2 separate regions of the Pan troglodytes genome follow, and region 1 is linked to region 2. Evidence: chromatin contacts called from public Hi-C data. All regions are on one chromosome and are shown on one strand. The core of a region is the stretch at or near the end of the contact, and the rest is flanking DNA. Distances in the headings are between cores, read along the strand shown. Region 1 holds the start of VAMP1 (vesicle associated membrane protein 1). Region 2 holds the start of CD9 (CD9 molecule).

Region 1 (5,401 bases), core at 1,711-4,210, 270 kb after region 2:
CCAGACCCCAGAATGGTAGATCCACTGGCAGCTTGCACCGTGCGCCTGGAAAAGCCACAGACACTCAATGCCAGTCCGTGAAGGGAGCCAGGAGGGAGGCTGTACACTGTAATGTCTGTCAGCTCATCCCTTTTTATATTCAAGTTATTGGTTATGGTTATTGGTTTATATGCCCAGTTATTGGTTATGCTTCACACAAGATGAGGAAATCAGGGCTGCCATAAGGGCAGCTTGGAAAATCACCAAAGGCAAAGTCTATGTAGGTGGAGTGAGTCAGGACTGTTTGTTTGCTTTGTTTTTGGCAGAGAAAATGGGGGTTTCACTTAGATAGAATCTGGGGCCCAAAGCAATTACATTAGTTATGGAAACTGTTCCAAGAGCATAGACAGGAAGCAAAAATGCTAGAAATTGTCCTCAATGTGCATGCATTATAGACATTCTGTCCCTTCCTTTTCTGGATTTGACAGAGTCTCAGATGACTCCCTTGGTTACTTACATCCCAAAGAGAGATCTTGGTTTACTGTACTATACACACAGAGAATGTTCTCTCATTCTGTACCACTCAAAGTTAGTGTGTGGTCTTCAAGACAAACTCCTCTCCATGTCCCAAAACACGGAGGCTAAACTCACCTCCTAAAGAATTCCCGGAAGTATAACCTAAGTCATGAGATGTTCTCGGCCAAGGAAGCACCCACAGGCAGGGGGGAGATCTCTCAAATTTGATGGAGAATAGAAATTACAGTAAGAACTCCTCAAACAGAAGCAGAATCTCACCAAACATACTTCACAGGAGCAGTCCAAGAGTAAATGCAACAAAAATGAAACCACAAAGTCACCTAAAAGGAAATTATTTGACTAATTACAATAGAACTAATACCCAGAAGCTCATTCTCCTTGATTAAGTGAATTTCTTTTAGTCTAAAAAGAAAGAGAATAACTCCTCAGAGAGGCTATGGTAGCAGATTACACCTGACTCATTCCCCATTTGAAGAATCACTTTTCCATTTCCCTCTAAGGTGCAAAGGAGGTAAAGCAAAGATAGACACAAAGTCATGGGAGCCACAAGACTCTTGTCCTGCCACTGAGCTAGCTAAGCAATCTAGCTCTCGACTTAAGGCAGAAAATTCAATGAGTAGGTAGCAGCCAGTGTTGGAAGCAGTCCAGGATGGTGGCACCAATGACAAGATTAAGGTCAGAGACCTCGTGATGCCCCGCTAGCCACCACGATTTTTCTGTTGCCTTCTGTTCATCCCACGTAGATACTATCTGGAAGCCCCCTCCCCAAAATGAAAACAACTGGAATTCTACGGCTTGCCCAAAATGCATAGAACACTCATATCTGGTTAAAACCATAGAGATCAAAAAGAAAAAGTGAAATGGCTATGAAGTATTTGCAAGGCCAATTTCACTTACTACTTGTTGGGAGTTGGAAACACTCAACAGTAAAATATCTAGGGATAATTACAACCCTTATGTAACACAAGTAAATCCTTCCCTTTTTTGTCACTTAGAGAAGCAACATAAATACATCTAGGACCAGGCCAGGGTAGTAATCAGAAAGAAAAATCTGTATTAGACATATTGAGGTCTTGACAGAGAAGTACTTCGTTTGTTTAGCCGTAGTTTTCCCTCAGGATCTTGCGAAGGGGGTGATGTTGAAGACTGCTGGAGACTAAACTGTGTGTGTTGGAGGAAAGGGGGAAAGCTCAGCTCTCCCTATTTCTCCTCCAACTATTTGGTAAGACTCGGTGATAGAAAAACATCTCCTATACGAATGGCCGTGGTATGAATAGCCGCTTGGGATGACAGGCCACTATCCCACTACCCCTTGAGTCTTTCTGAGCTGCTCACCTGGTGCCAGAGAACTGGCAGATAAGTTTCTGCAGCTTTGCTCACTGCCATGAGGGGGGCTAGACATCACACTTTGGGTGAGGGGTAAACAAGTCCAGAGATTGTAGGGCAACACAAGTTACCAACTGGCAGTTGCACCCATGACTGTCTTTCCTGAGGCGCTGAGTAGTGATTTAGCCAGATGACAGAAATACCTTTCGAGTCCCCTGCCCAGTTGTCTCCATCCACCACCCTCAGCCCCCGCCCTCTCCGAGTCTCCACTATACCAAAACCAGAATGAGGCGCCACTCAGACGAGAGGAGAGGGTGCAATGATTGTGGGACCCCTGCGCCCCTGCCCCGCCCGTGGGGTGCTAGCTGTGGCTGGTGCGAGAATGGGGTGCTGGCCCCCCTCCCTGGGGGTGGCCCGGTCCGGAGACGGCGCGCGGTGGTAGTTCCCCGCGTTGCTGCAGCTGCTGCATTGCGCCATTTTCCGTCCCGCAGAGTCGGGAGCTTGGGGCGAGAGTTGTCAAGGAGGTGCCGAGCCCCCACACCAGAGTCAACTCACATTTTTCTGACAGAGAGAGTGAGGGTCTGTTCCTCTCCGGAGGCTGCGGCGAGACACCCGGCGAGGGACGCTGCGGCTGAAGTGGACGGAACTGCCAAGCTCCGCCTCGCGCCGACCACCCCGCGGTCTAGCTGCGGTGGAACTTACTGCAGCTGCCGCGCCGGCCCCCGCCTTTATTAGTGCTGACCACGCCTCCCGGATAACGGTGACAACCCCGCGGCCCAATCCATGCCCAGGACGGTCGCCCAGCGCTACAGGCCTAGCCCGCCCCGCCCCTGCCAATTGCCAGTCACAACTCTCCTCTCATCCGACTCCGGAAAGGAGCGGTTGCTGTGAGGGTCCTTCAGTGATCAATGCGACCATAGTTTGCGCTCCAGTCTGGCGGAGGGACGGGGCGGGGTGGAGATGAGGTCTGTCCCTTCGGAGGGCGCTTCAGCAGTTTGTTAGGCATTTGTGGTGCCTCCCAACCAATCGCTGGGCAGTTACTGAAGACCGTGCCCGCCCCTGCCCCACCCCGCGCCGGGATTCGCGCATTCAGCTGGAGGCGGTGGCTTCCTGGTGCGCGCCCAGCCCTGGTGCCCTGCTCTGGCCCTCGCTCCGCACCACCGCCCCGCCTCTGACTAACGCTCTGAGAGGGTGCAGGAGCCTCGAGACACAGCCACAAACTCCCGGTGCCAGATACCGGATGCGGGGTTCCGTCCCAGCAAAGCAAGCACGAAGCTTTCGTTCATTCGTTTCTTTCAACATAGCCTTCCTAAATTGAACTCCCTCCCAAACCTGCTCCAGTCGAGGTTACCACATCGACTCAGTTGCCCAGACCAGAAACGTGGAAACCATCCTAGATTTCCTCCCCTTCACTTTTACCTCTCCCCCAGTAATCTGCCAAGTCGAGTTGATTTTTCCTTCTTGGCATTCCAGTGATTATCTCCCCTCTGCTCACTATTATCCCTTTCCTGGACTCCATCAGTTGGAAAATTCACCATTATTTTATGTCCCGCTAAGAAAAAAGGTTACAAGGCCGGGCGCAGTGGCTCACACCTGTAATCCCAGCACTTTGGGAGGCCGAGTCAGGCAGATTACCTGAGATCAGGAATTCGAGACCAGCCTGGCCAACATGGCGAAACCTCTGTCTCTACTAAAAATACAAAACAGCCAGGCGTGGTGGCGGGCGCCTGTAATCCCAGCTACTCGTGAGGCTGAGATAAGAGAATCGCTTGAACCCGGGAGCCGGCGGTTGCAGTGAGCCGAGATCACGCCACTGCACTCCAGCCTGGGCAACAGAGCAAGACCCTGTTTCAAAAAAAAAAGAAAAAAGGTTGCAAATTATCTGTGACAAATGCTTTCCTTACCACTTAGCATTTTTGTTTTACATGTATTGAAAATATGGGTTTATATACATACCGATTTCTATATTTCACTCTTGTGCATGCATAAAAAGGGAAATAGAAAACAATAACATGGTAACTATCCCTAAAACTTCACAGAGACTGATTGTTAATGATTCATTTTTTTGACTCAGTCTTGGATGTCCACGAATTTCCACGCAATGTAGTCCTCTGTGCATTTCATAAGGGCTTTGGTGATGCAGCATTTCCTAAGAGTGTTCCTCTCCAGGCTCTAGAGTTTTCTTCCAAGCCTCAGACACCCATTTGGCAAGCTTTGATGCTCATGAGCAGGTATGACAAATATAGTTTGACTGCTGTCTGACTAATAGCTAAAGTGAAACATCCCAATTAGAAGATATTGAAATGCAAAAAAACAAACAAGCACACACAAAAAAACCCAAGTGCCTCCTAAGATCAATGATACATCATTCTGCTTCCAGTCTTGCCATCCTTTACATCTATTCTCTAAAAAGTCCACCAAAGTTATCTATCCAAATGCCACAAGTCTTCTTAAGGAAACAATTGCACTTGGAAACATAATGCATTCATCATATGTGTTTATCCCATTCTCCTCCTGAAACCACATCAAAATGGCAAGTTAGGGGGAAAAATGACAATTTGGGAAAATTTGCAAAAAATTATAAGCCCCCAAAGACAAAAAGAATGGGGCCGGGCGTGGTGGCTCACTCCCATAGTCCCAGCTACTTGGGGGGCTGAGGCGGAAGGACAGCTTGAGCCCAGATGTTCCGGTTGCAGTGAGCCGAGATCACGCCACTGCCCTCCCACCTGGGTGACAAAATGAGACCCTATCTCCAAAAGAAAAGAAAAAGGGCCAGGCGCAGTAACTCACACCTGTAATCCCAGAAATGTGGGAGGCCAAGGAGGGCGGATCACTTGAAGCCAGGAGTTCAAGACCAACCTGGCTAACGCAGCAAAATCCCGTCTCTACTAAAAATACAAAAATTAGCTGGGCATGGACGCCTGTAGTCCCAGCTACTCGGGAGACTGAGGCAGGAGGATCACTTGAACCCGGGAGGCGGAGGCTGCAGTAAGCCGAGATCTTGCCACTGCAGTCCAACCTGGACAACAGAATGAGACTGTCTCAAAAAAAAAAAAGAAAGAAAGAAAGAAAGAAAGAAAGAAAGAAAGAAAGAAAGAAAGAAAGAAAGAGAAAAGAAAAAAAAAAGAAAAGAAAAAAGAATGGGAGGAAATATTTCTGGCAGCATGAATGCCTATTTATCCCCACCAACTTTCCCCTGAAAAAAAACTTAAAATCGGGGCCGGGCGCGGTGGCTCACGTTTGTAATCCCAGCACTTTGGGAGGCCGAGGCGGGCGGATCACGAGGTCAGGAGATCGAGACCATCCTGGCTAACACGGTGAAACCCCGTCTCTACTAAAAATACAAAAAAATTAGCCGGGCGTGATGGTGGGCGCCTGTAGTCCCAGCTACTCGGGAGGCTGAGGCAGGAGAATGGCGTGAACCCGGGAGGCGGAGCTTGCAGTGAGCCGAGATTGCGCCACTGCACTCCAGCCTGGGCGACAGGGCGAGACTCCGTCTCAAAAAAAAAAAAAAAAAAAAAAAAAAACAACTTAAAATCATTGAATGGTGACTCACGCC
Region 2 (5,758 bases), core at 1,532-4,031:
CAGCGCCCAACAAGAAGTGCATAGCTTTTTTTTTTTTTTCTTTTTGAGACAGAGTCTCACTCTGTCACCAGGCTAGAGTGCTGTGGCGCGATCTCGGCTCACTGCAACCTCCAACTCCCTGGTTCAAGGGATTCTCCTGCCTCTGCCTCCCGAGTAGCTGGGATTATAGGTATGCGCCACCATGTCTGGCTAATTTTTGTATTTTTAGTAGAGATGCGGTTTCACTATGTTGGCCAGGATGGTCTCGATCTCCTGACCTCGTGATCCGCCCACCTTGGCCTCCCAAAGTGCTGGGATTACAGGCGTGAGCCACTGCGCCCGGCCGAGAAGTGCATAGCTTTTTAAAAAATCTTTGTAGCTATCTTATTTAGGAATGGGAGGCAGGTTTGCCTGTGGCAGTTCCCAGCTTGATTTTTTCCTTTGGCTTATTGATTTTGGGGTCCTAAGATTTATTTTCCTTTCACAATACTCTTGTACAGGTGAGGAGACTGAGGCCCAGAGAGGAGGCTGCCTGCCTAACATAGACCAAAGGGTCAGAACCAAGAGTAGAACTCAGACCCCCTCACTTCAGGCCCAATGCTCTCATCACATAAAAAGGATGCCTTGATTATACGAATGTGGCACTGAACTATATAGGCTGACCCCAATTCTTTCTTCAGTGTAAACAATAATAGGAATAGGAGCAACAGGCAGCGTTTCTGCAGCGCTTCTGTGGCAGGCAGGTTCTAAGGCCTCCCTGTGGATTTCCTCTGTCAACACTCACGTTTACCCTAATAAGTCATTTCTATTATAAACTTAAATATTTACTGAACTCCTCCCACCAGTAATTGTTAACTTGGGAGAAGGGGGAGATGCGATAAAATCTTTCTTTTCCTAAGACCTGTCTCCCAAGATAGATGGACGCAGGCCCAAAAGGGCACAACGGAACACTGACTGTTTTCCGGCCTCCTTCCCACCCTCCAGGGTGCTTCACACTCCTCCTCTGTGCTGGAATCATCCTGGACACTGGTTAGGATGTGTAAAGTCAAGCATCACCAAAATTCCTCTGCTTGTCCTCTTGGCATTAGGCTCAGTTTAGGCCCTGCCTCTCCTTCCTTGTCCTCCTTCCTCCCCATGTACCACTATCGGTTTCCCCAGTGCAGCCAGCTGCCCGCTTCTGTGTCTTTGCATATCCAGTTCCCTCTGCTTGGAATTCCCTCCTCCACATTGACTACTGACTCCACCTTCCCAAGTCAAGTCAGCTGCTGCAATGTCCCCTGCTCTGGGAAGCCTCCCGGACTCAGATTGACGTGGGGATGTGCCCTGTGCCCCTACTTGTTACTAGCTTCTGCTCTCTGCCTCTGATCTCTCCCTCCCCTTCCCGCCCTGACACCTCATGGGGTTTTGCCCTGCCTTCTCCAGCCTTTATCCCATTGCCCCGCCTTCATTCATTCTTCTCTCACCTGAACTACTCCACAGCCTCCTAGCAGATTTGCACCTGGTCCTCAGCTCAACTTTCATCTACCACTGCTCCCCTCATATTACCTGATTGTGTCTCCCCAAATACAACATCTCCATGTTCCACGCAATCCCCTAAAGCACTGAGCCAAGGACTGGAGATGCCAACAATGGTCCTGGTTCTCAAGGGGCTTCCTAACTGCCCCTCCGGCCTTCCCCCACCCAACTACCTAAAACACAGGCAGAGAACCTCTGAAAACACAGCAGATCCAACCGTTCCCCTGCTTGAACCTTTCGGTGGCCCCTAATGCTCAGAGTGCAAAGTCCAGGAGCACAAGGCTCTTTCTCACCTTCCCACAAACCACCCCGTGACTCCAGGCTCCAGCCCAGAGCCCAGACAGCCCCTGCCCCAGCCTTTGCCCAGGATTCTCCCTTGGCGGCAACTTTCCCTGTGGTTCTGCAGCATCATCTCCCAGTCTGGGTCAGAGGCCTCTCCTTAGCCTCTTAGCCCCCAAGCCTCTCCCCGTAACTGCACCTATCACCCTCAAACCATTGTCTGGCTGCCTGTCTCCTCCCACACTGGTCCCTGAGCAGAAACAAGGGCTAATCCACGTTTTTCAGCTCCTACCCCTAATGAAATACCCTAATAGATACTGAAAAATGTTTTTGAACCAATGAGACAAGTCTACTGATAATAAACAGGCAAATAACAGCAATGTGCTAACAGTGGCTGTTTCCGGTGAGCAGAATTTTGAGGTCTGTTCCTTTCACTTCTTGGTATTTCGGTTGGTTCTGTAATGACTGTATCTTGCTTTTGTAATCATAAAGGACAGTAAAGGAAACTTCATTTTGAAAATAATACAAAGGGATTCTGGGACTTCAAAAGAAGGGGACTCTCCTCGTCCACTCCAGAGAATCAGGAAAGGAGTGTTTAAAGATCCACAGAATTCCTACAAGTGACGTGGGGGGGACCAGCCAGCCAGGGCGCATGCCGGCCAGCGAGTGGGGTGGGCTCTGGGTCCGGGAGAAGTCAGATCAGTGCTCTGTACAGGGCCTTGAGGGCAAGACGAGGAATTTCGACTTAGGTCCTTGAATCTGGAGAGCCACAGAAAGTTTGTGAGCTCAGGAGAAGCGCTCCAAGCTCGGCATCTGGAGCAGTTCAAGGCAGCAGCGAGCAAGTCCAAAGACGCAGGAGGGAGGGTGGGGTGGAGGAGTAGAGAAAAAAGAGAAGCCCTCTACAAACCCTTTTTCCCTCTGGGGCAACTAAACCTCAAGTGCAGGAAGCGCTTGGGGACTGCCCAGCCCCCAGCTGTGTTATTATTCGGTGATAGGTACTTGCTAATTACTTCCAAAAGCCTCCCATCTGTCATCCCACCCAGACTGCGCGCTTCTAATTCCTCCTACCCCACATGCTGTGCCCAGTGAAAAGTATGGTCAGCGAGCGAAGGTTTGCAAGGAGACAGACGAGGGCGAAATTAAGCCAGGCGGCTTCCCTTTAAATCCTCGCAAAGCAGAAGGGCCCCTCACTCTGGCAGCAGGCCTTGGCCAAGGGGCCTTTAGCCCAGACGACCCGGGGAAGAGTCTCCCAAAGCAGAACGCCCGGTCCGGCGCCCAGACCAAACGCGGGGGAACCGGAAGGGCGAGGCCTCCACGCAAGTCCGCGGTAAAAGTGGCAGGGAGTGGCTGCCTGCAAAGACCCCAAGACGGCTGGAAGAAGGAGTGGGTGGCGGGTGGGGGTTAGGGCGACTAGGCGGGGAAACAGGGAGAGGGTCGGGCTCCGCGGGGCAGCTGGGGCCGGGGCTCGCCGGACCTGGGCGGGGGCGGGGGGCGGGGGGGGGGGTGCGGCCCGGGCGGGGCCGGTGGGGCGGGAGGCGTGGCCGGCGGGGGGAGTGGGGGCGGCTTTTCCCGGCACATGCGCACCGCAGCGGGTCGCGCGCCCTAAGGAGTGGCACTTTTTAAAAGTGCAGCCGGAGACCAGCCTACAGCCGCCTGCATCTGTGTCCAGCGCCAGGTCCCGCCAGTCCCAGCTGCGCGCGCCCCCCAGTCCCGCACCCGTTCGGCCCAGGCTAAGTTAGCCCTCACCATGCCGGTCAAAGGAGGCACCAAGTGCATCAAATACCTGCTGTTCGGATTTAACTTCATCTTCTGGGTGAGTGAGCGCGACTGCCGCGCGCTCCTCTCAGGGGCCACCTGTTCGCGGGCCCCGGACACTGGCCGCGGCTGCGAGTGCCGGCAGCTGGCACTGCCCGCACCGGGCAGGCACCGGGCGGGAAGAGAGAGCGCCCTGCGGCTGCCAGCTGGCTCCAAGGCCGGGTCCAGAGCCGGGCGGGACGGCCGCGACGGGCGCATTCGGGTGGGGGCTCATCACCGCCCAGCCGGCGTGGGGAGCCGGGCCCTCGTGAGATGAGGCGTGCGGGAGGGTCCTGAGCACTTGAGCTCGCCTAGGATTTGAGCTGGGGTGTGTGTCTGCTCCCAGCCCAAGCCCCTCCGAGTGCCAGAGGGGAAGGCAGGGAGAAGCGGAGCACCCCTCTTTGGGCCAAGGCCCTGGAGGACTGTGGCGAGCAGTATGGCTCGTGACCGGGTGGGGTCTCCCAGGTAGTAGGGGGCGCCAGGAAGGGAGGGTGCGGGCACGGCGAGAGCTCAGCCAAGAGCGGCTCTCACTTTTATGCAGGAGCGGCAGGGGTGCCTCGGCCGCGGGTCCGGCCCCGGGACCCAGTCCCTGAGAGTCGGGGGCCCCTCCACCCTTGAGGAGGAACCTCGCAGGCCCCCGTTCCCTCAGACTTTGATTCTGAGCCACCGTGAGAGCGCCAAACTCCCTGGTAGCTACCTGAAAGACTAGCTTGTCTTGATTTCTTTCAAGGACGATAAGTATCTTCACTGGAGAGAACTCAGAGTTCGGGAGAGGAGGGGGCAGATACCTATCTGCGCCTCTAGTGGGATGAGTCCTGTGTGTGCATTTCCGGGAGAGATCAGGTGCCAGCCAGCTGCCCGCCCAGGAGAGCCTTGGCCTTGCCCTCTCCCCTCCCCGCCAGCCCAGGCGGCCCACCCAAGGCCAGGCAGGGCGCAGAGCGGACGTTCATCTGGAGAGGCCAGCGGGGCCAGGAGCTCCAGGGACACCTGCTGCAGGCCACTCAGCCTCTACAAATGGGAAGGCTGAGAGGCGACAGAAACAAGAAATAGGAAACCCTTGTGTCCTTGTTTCTATAGCCACATTCCCTGCACACACATGACAATACTTGCCGCTCTGCAGGCAGGAAGAGAGTCTCTATGCCACTCTCAAGATAGATGGATGTAGAAACAGGTGCATGCCACCAGAGTCTTGTAACAAAAAAGTGCACTTGGCCAGGCACAGTGGCTCATGCCTGTAATCCCAGCACTTTGGGAGGCTGAGGCAGGAGGATCGCTTTCATCCAGGTTCAAGACCAGCCTGGGTAACATAGTGAGACCCCATCTCCACAAAAAATAAAAAATTAGCTGGACGTGTTGGCATGCACCTGTGGTCGCAGCTACTCAGGAGGCTGAGATGAGAGGATGGCATGAGCCTGGGAGGTCAAGGCTACAGTGAGTCATGATTGCACCACTGCACTTAGCCTGGGTGACCTAGTGAGCCCTGTCTCAAAAAAAGTAGAAAAGAAACAAATGCACTTATTCCCCCTGGAGCTGGTCACTGAGGTCCCCACAAGCCTCCTTAGGGAAATCTAAGATTTACTCCTCCCCAGAGCTGAAGGGGTGGTTGAACAGTTTTTCCAATTTGCAGAGACTGACCTCCCCCAGTGCATGAGTCACCATAACACACACCCCAGTGAGGACAGCATATAGGTGTGCTCCTTCCCAACCCTTGACTTGCTTTCAAAAGACCCTGCTGGCCGTGGGCACCCCTCCTCCTGTGTTGCCACCCACCCCAGCAACCACCCAGCTGCCACGCTTAGCTTCTTTCTTTCACCAATCCCTGGCGGCAGAAAAGTCTGCGGGAAGGCAGCTGGCCTCACCCACCCTTGACCTTTGGGAGTTTTCCTCTCCCCTCCCAGGTACAGTCTCTCCCAGCTGGTGTGTTGGTTAGTCCTCAGCTGTCTGCCTAGACTGCATCCAGGTTTGGGACTGCAGGGAAACACAGACTGCCACAGTGTTCCTCCCTACCCCCATCTGCCCCATGGCATATGCAGGAAGCTGATGCGAGGCTCCCAGGGCCACTGGTATCTACTCTGTCTGTGGCCTGCTGGCCTGCAATCTGTCCATACTGTCCTCAGCCTGCCACCCCACTCCTATTCAGAAACCCCTATGCCTGGCCCCAGCCTAGGTGCAGCTGATGACCTATGTAGTC

Evidence for each region. A called contact is a pair of places that touch in the nucleus more often than the background predicts.
Region 1: a contact with region 2 is called in a Hi-C map of stem cell-derived neural progenitor cells, with 4 times the contacts expected there. The contact joins the promoter of VAMP1 here to the promoter of CD9 in region 2. A contact is called at or near these places in 1 of 7 Hi-C or Micro-C datasets (stem cell-derived neural progenitor cells) and 1 of 1 datasets of contacts at active chromatin or transcription factors (stem cell-derived excitatory neurons).

What each region holds. Positions count from the first base shown.
Region 1 is chr10:13,651,146-13,656,546 of NHGRI_mPanTro3-v2.0_pri, forward strand. It overlaps VAMP1 (vesicle associated membrane protein 1), which reads right to left and starts at 2,961. Exons shown (of 9, transcript XR_010147949.1): 1 at 2,398-2,961.
Region 2 is chr10:13,377,136-13,382,893 of NHGRI_mPanTro3-v2.0_pri, forward strand. It overlaps CD9 (CD9 molecule), which reads left to right and starts at 2,782. Exons shown (of 9, transcript XM_508947.8): 1 at 2,782-3,100; 2 at 3,405-3,586. The coding sequence starts at 3,521.